Regions from separate parts of the Drosophila melanogaster genome. Here region 1 is linked to region 2. Evidence: chromatin contacts called from public Hi-C data. All regions are on one chromosome and are shown on one strand. The core of a region is the stretch at or near the end of the contact, and the rest is flanking DNA. Distances in the headings are between cores, read along the strand shown. Region 1 holds the start of CG9776. Region 2 holds the start of beta-Man (beta-Mannosidase).

What was found. Hi-C and Micro-C count contacts between places; a contact is called where the count stands out from the background.
Region 1: a contact with region 2 is called in a Hi-C map of the OSC cell line, with 3 times the contacts expected there. A contact is called at or near these places in 6 of 107 Hi-C or Micro-C datasets (the Kc167 cell line, the ML-DmBG3-c2 cell line, the OSC cell line and 2 more).

The regions. Positions count from the first base shown.
Region 1 is chr3R:4,332,246-4,335,362 of dm6, forward strand. It overlaps CG9776, which reads right to left and starts at 1,826. Exons shown (of 7, transcript NM_141198.4): 1 at 977-1,826; 2 at 747-914; 3 at 45-232. The coding sequence starts at 1,667. It overlaps Skp2 (S-phase kinase-associated protein 2), which reads right to left. Exons shown (of 5, transcript NM_164340.4): 5 at 2,634-3,117. It overlaps CG14645, which reads left to right and starts at 2,853. Exons shown (of 1, transcript NM_144068.3): 1 at 2,853-3,117. The coding sequence starts at 2,872.
Region 2 is chr3R:4,195,244-4,198,851 of dm6, forward strand. beta-Man (beta-Mannosidase) reads left to right here and starts at 1,963. Exons shown (of 9, transcript NM_141179.4): 1 at 1,963-2,319; 2 at 2,494-2,628; 3 at 3,016-3,529; 4 at 3,587-3,608. The coding sequence starts at 2,172. It also overlaps the pseudogene CR33294.

The DNA of each region.
Region 1 (3,117 bases), core at 576-3,075, 140 kb after region 2:
TACATAGAGTGGCTAACAGATAAGGTTTTGGGATCCCAATTCACCTGCAGGCGGTCGTTTTCTTCGATGAAATTCTTTGTGGTTGGCGAGGGTGGGGCATCGCCTGCTGCCAGGTCCTCGCGCTGGTCCTTAAGTACTTTCATTTCCTTCTTGAGCAGCGATACCTTTTTGACATAGTTAGCGCGCTGTTTCTTAAGCTCGTCCTTTTGCTTCTCCGCTTCTTGGGCAACAGCTGCCGATCGACGGTATATATATGGGGGATAAATATATAGGTTTTAATTAATAAACATTCTTCCTAGATAAATAAAAGTTAAAATTTCATTTACAAATGCATTCTCGAGTGCATTTCATCGGCTAATTACACTCGGATGCAGTCGCCGTGATTGCTTGTTCTGCCAGTCCTCGTTGAATGAAGAGCCAGTTGGGGCGGCGGTCGTCCAGGTTGGCGTAATTGTTTGTTTCGACTGCCACACAAAAACGGAAACTCTGCATTTTCTTTTTGAAACGAATTAACATTTCGAGACTATCGCTCGGGTTGGTCTTGGTTAGTTCTTGCAGCGCGTGTACTTCTAGATTCTGATTAATCTGATCTTTACCCTAGACTTTTGGTAATTTCTGGTATGCGATTCATTTGCGCGCAATTAAGTTACAAGTACAAGTAATCATGACAACAGTAATAAAACAATGTGAGAGGTTTGCATGTGAATGTTCGTAGTGATCACATTGTAATTCATTTCCACACTTACCATCCTGAGGCGTCAAACCTGCGCCTTCGAGCGCTGGCACCGACTGCTCCTCGCCTATCGTCTTGCCAGAGAGAGTTTCGCGGGCCTTCTGTGGCTGGATCAGGGAGTCTGAAGCGGATGGCTGGACCCCAGAAATAGGCTGGTTAATCCACACCTGCTGACCGTACACTGCAGGAAATAATATGCTTAATAAATGAAGGGCTTTTGGCGTTAAATGTCTAGAAACGTACCATTTACGTCCCACGCGCTTGTGGGAGGCGGACCGTAGCCAGAGCCAAAAGAGCTTTGGTCCGGCGGGGCACCTGGAATACCGTACCCCGGTCCCTGAGGTGGAAACGAGTTAGGCGGAATTCCATATTGGTGACCGTAAACATCTGGTGGAGCGACGTATGATCCGTAGATATGTGCGGCCATAGCTCCATAGCCAGGGGTCATTTGAGGATGTGGTCCTCCATGCGGAGGGGGCACTGGCGGCGACGACGGTTTTTTTTTTGGTGACCATCGACCTCCCCGTCGGGGCGACATGCTGCGGGACCGGGATCGTCCGTACCGTCGTCCGCGACGTGGCGGAGAGCGCCGGCGTTCGGGGGAGCGTCGCCGATCACGATCAAAGCGCCGTCGGGAGTACCGCCCATAATCGGGCGAATCGTAACGACGACGCGGTGGAGTCAGCGAGCGGGACAGGGAATGCCTTCGCCGGGTGTTCGACGGCGATGTGTTGCGGGAATCCGACCGACCACGGGATGTGGAACGGCGCCTGGAATTCGACTTGCCGCGCTTTCCCGACCCACTGCTCCTGGGCTCGCAGTTCTCGTTTCCGCTTTTCTCATCGACGCCGGGTGGCCCTGGAAGCAGATCATGATCGACCGCGTTACCGAGACGCCTATCCCCCAGCTGTATCGTAGCCGAGTCTTCATCCATCTAAAAGCCGAAAAGTGTCTTTTCGACTTAAAAACGCAATTTTGGACTAAGATCAATAGCAGATCGGTGTTTTTCTGGCAAATTCCGAAATTACGTGTGTGAAGCAAAATAGTGCAATACAGGCGAACCTGAACCTGATAGTTATCGATACTATCGATGTTGTCACGTATTGGCCAACATCGATGACAAGGGAGTTACAATCGACGAATGTTTACTCTTTGGCTTAATAGCCTATTCACACCAAAGGCAAAAGGTAAGTTATAGTTAAATACTATTAAGTACCGACATTGGTACAAATTTGTCTAAAGTGATTTCCCAAGAAGTGTGGAAAACGCCGAAATGTCCACCCCGTTAAGCATACTAGCACCAAAAGAATTTTTACTTTTGTAACGCACTTTAAATTTCCGTTAATATATAAAAAAATTACCAATTGGAGGGATGACTCAAAATAGTTTCAATTTTATATTTCTACCCGTTACTCGTAGAGTAATAGAGTATACTAGATTCGTTGAAACAGGCAGAAGGAAGCGTTCCCGACCATATGAAGTACATATATTCTTGACCAGGATCAATAGCCGATCTGGCCATGTACGTCTGTCCGTATGAAAGTCGAGATCTCAGGAACTATAAAAGCTAGAAGGTTGAGATTAAGCATACAGATTCTAGAGACAAATACCCAGCGCAAGTTAGTTGACCCATGTTGCCACGGGTGACGGGTATCTGATAGTCGAGGAACTCGACCATAGCCTTCTCTCTTGCTTTAGTTACTTTTATATTGCTGAATCTTTAAATTTGGCAGGCTGTCCAATACGAACTTTGTTCTTGAACCTATGATTACGAACTAGATCGAAAATATTTATATTTGTCGTTTCCCTATATGATTTTGTTTTGAATTGGCTTGATTATGCTTTCCTTGATAAAAGACATATTTTTTGTTTATTTTCTTAAATATTTAATATAGTATAAAAACAATGAATTTTTAAATGGAAAATTGGGTGACTCATTGTACCTTTTTTAGTTTGAACAGATTGGAGTCAAGGGCAAGTACTGTTATCTTTTCCTTCCTCTCTCGAGTGTTTACATTAATGCCAATTTATAAAAGCATTTTCTGGTAGTAGCTGCACTTGGATACTATACCGCTGCAACTATGTAACTATAAAAGGCTTCGAGTACTTCCAGTAGACCATAGAACATTTTTTGAAAGATGAAGGTTCAGCTCGCTCTAACCTCCCTACTAGTGATTTCTTTTGGCATTGCCCTCGCCTATGATGGTGACGGACAGCCGGGTTGCAAGACCCAAGCCGAGCTAGACATTGTAGTTTTCCGCAACAATTGGGATGCCACATCGTATTGGAAGTGTGAGACACTTAACAAACCAGCCATTGAAATCAAGTGCCCCAGCGAAACAGGATTCATGGATAGTCTCAAGAACTGCGTCAACTGGGAGGAA
Region 2 (3,608 bases), core at 713-3,212:
TAAAACCGCTTTGGACGTGTTTCGTAGTCTACGCACAGGAAACCATACAATGGGAGCTCTTATATGGCAGTTAAACGATGTTTGGGTGGCTCCAACTTGGTCCTGCATCGACTTCTACGGAAACCCTAAGCTATTATACTACTGGACCAAGGAACTTCTTGCCCCAACGAGTGTTATAGCCCTATACGAAAAAACCTCAATATCACGCTTACAAGAGAGGACTTCTCCGAGCATAGAGACTCGCGGTTATACCATGTACTGGTGAACACCTATCTATGGACGGGCTCGATTCCTAAGAAGACTATTGCTCGCCCTTTTGGACTGGTGAGACACCCAAGACATTATATTGGCAATAATATCATCTACCAAGGGCTCATTTACAGGGCTCCAATAAACTTGAGATGCGGCAAATACCTTTGGAATATTTGCTGTACATAAACATTTGAAGGAAGAACTGTTTTTGGAAATCATTTTGGAGGACGAATACGGCAACTCTGTGACTAGAAACTTTTTTTACCCCGTACCCTTTAAAAAAATTATGGGCATTAAAGATTCAGAACTAACAGTAAGTGTGCCCCTCTTTTTAAAACGCCTAATATTTGCTATTTTCTTACTTGTATGTAAGTCAAACAGCTGGAGGTCGAAGGTCAGGACTGCAAAGCGGCAACATCCCCTTATGCAAATAGTTTTAGTTTGCGCATTACTGTCAGATATCCGGCTCTACTTGTATACCTCGAGCTATTGCATCCTTATTATGTCAAGGAGCGGCACAAGTTCTCGACAAATGGCTTTACTCAAACCCAGCCAAAAAAGACGATACACCTAGTGATCGAAAGCGACTCGGTATGCATGACTTTAACAACCGACCACATTAAAGTTCAAACGATTAATCAGTATTTAATATAAACCATGTTTTACTAAGTTGAAAATGCTGCACAATATTTAAAATATACCTAAAGCAGAACATACTTCCGAAATTGTTTTTTTTTTCAGGGACCCCTGTCAACACATGTTAAAATATATATACATTAATATACATACATATTAAAAATTTGATTTGATGAAAATCGAACATTGTTTTTTTCTTAATATTTCCAAAATCATTATGATTATAAGACCATCATATTTTTCGCAAAAATTAAACAAAACTCTTAAGAAGGGGTCTCTCGATGACTAAATTATATTTATATTATTTGTTCACAAGTTAATTAATATTTAAATTTAATTTTAAATACATAAACATTTTGCAGTTTTGGGCGCGTGGCAAAAAGTTTTTTGGCAAATCAATAAAAGTGTATAAGAATAATGAAAATATGAAAAATTTCAAAACATTTTTCAAAAGTATGGGCGTAGAAGTTTTGAGCGGTTTGTGGGTGTTGCAAAAATATTCTTTGGCAAATAGATAAAAATTTACAAGACTAATAAAAATATGAAAAATATCAAAACATTTCTCAAAAGTGTGGCCGTGACAGTTCTGGGCGGTGTATCGCCTACGTCCCTAAAATATGTATTATACATACATACATATACATACATACATATAATACCTATATACATTGTATTCATGCAGAAAGAAGCGTTTCCGACCATATTAAATTATATTTATATTTATTATTTATATATTACTCGTAGAGTTAAAGGGTATACTAGATTCGTTGAAAAGTATGTAACAGGCAGATCCAACCATATAAAGTATATATATTTTAGATCAGGAATAATAGCCGAGTCGATCTGGCCATGTTCGTATATCCGTCCGTCCGTATGAACGTCAAAATCTCAGGATCTATAATAGCTAGTAGGTAATAGTATTTTTTCTCGATTTCGTGTTTAGGTGCGCTTTATAAGTTCCGACAAGGCGTATGTATATTTGATCTGGCTCACTTGAACACGAAATTCTGAGTAACAGCTGATGCGCGCAGAGGTTCGTTACGTTGAAAATACTTTCATTATCGATATGTATGCGTTCCTTAGCTCTCTGCTTTCAAAAGAGACGTACTCTCACTTGCTGCTCCAACGATCGGATCTGAATCGTCGGGCAAAGCGATACATTCGTTGTTCGTGAGTCAGTGGAAGAACTCCACGTTTTGCTGAACGCTCAGAGTGCTTTTTGTCGAACAGAGGAGTCGTCTTTAAAGTAGCTCCTCTGAATTGAAACGACCACTTCTTTCCAGATGAAGTACGGATGCGGATTACTCAGGAATGGCACCACGGGCGCTGTTATGGTCGGATTAGTTTGTGGCCTTTATGTTTGCAGCGGCCAATGTGATAAGGTGGAAGTAATAGAGCTGAGCAATTGGACGATAACTAATCAGAATGGCTGTGAGTACCATAAATTCAGAGCTGCACAAAAGCCCTTTGCAAAATAATCTAAAACGATATTTCAAGTTGAAAAAGTTGAAAAGGGAAGTCCATCAACTAAATGTGCCCTGGAGGAGCGCGTTTTCCCATTGGCAACTGTCTTGCTACTTAATATAAGTGTTCCTTTCCCCACAGCCCTGACTATTGCCAACCAAACGTTGCCCTTGGGCATATACAGTGCCTTCGCACCCCAAGTGCTGGACTCCTACAACGACGTCGGTCTGCGTTACTTGGCCTACGACAACTTTACCTTCTCCAATTTCTTTCAGTGTAAGTTTTAGCAAGATTCCCTTTACTTCGCTTTTAGAGTTCGATTGAAAAAAAACAATCATATATATATATTAGTTTACCTGACTGTTATGATATATGAGTTTTAAAGACTAGGCATCTGCTATTGAAGTTTCTGGTCTAATTTAAATCCCCAAAAAAAGAGTATCCTTTTATACGTATTTTAACCATAGCTTTCCAAATATCTATTTTCCTTAACGGGTTTGTGGTGCTATCAAAAATTTTTGCGTCGGAAAAAATTGATCCTGATCAATAACATCTTGTTACATTTTTAAGGAATTTAAAACTCACTTAATTTAATTCCCCAATTGATATAAAGGCATTTATTTAGGTATTACTTCTTTCCTTTTCTGATAATGACTGACTAAGTCGACGTTCATCACTTCAATCGCGGCCACATCAACCTGACGTTTCACGGCATTGACACGGTGTCGGAAATCCGGCTGAACCATCAACTGCTGGGACGCACGGACAACATGTTTGTCCGCTACTCTTACGAAGTGAGTTCCCTGCTCCAAGCGGAAAACTTTCTGGAAGTTGAGATCCAATCTCCAGTTGTGGCTGCTTTGGCAAGAGCCAATGCTTTAAAAGAAGCTAAAAAGAGCGTGCCTCCCGAATGCCCCAACGAGCGCTACCATGGTGAGTGCCACATGAACATGCTGCGGAAGATGCAGGCTAGCTTTTCCTGGGACTGGGGTCCTGCAGCTCCCTCTGCTGGAATCTGGAAAAACGTGGAGCTGGAAATCTACGAGGTGGCGGTTATTCGTGAGGTGGATGTGGACGTTAGCCGCGTCAATGGTTCGTACTGGAACATGCATATTCGCTGCTTCCTGGACGCGGGAGGCTGGCAAAACTTCAATGGAAGACTCGTCCTATATGCTGTGTAAGTAAACAAGCTGCGGTCAAAACTCGTCATATTTACGGACATTATGGGTTGCAGCGAGCTATTGGACCGTCCGGTA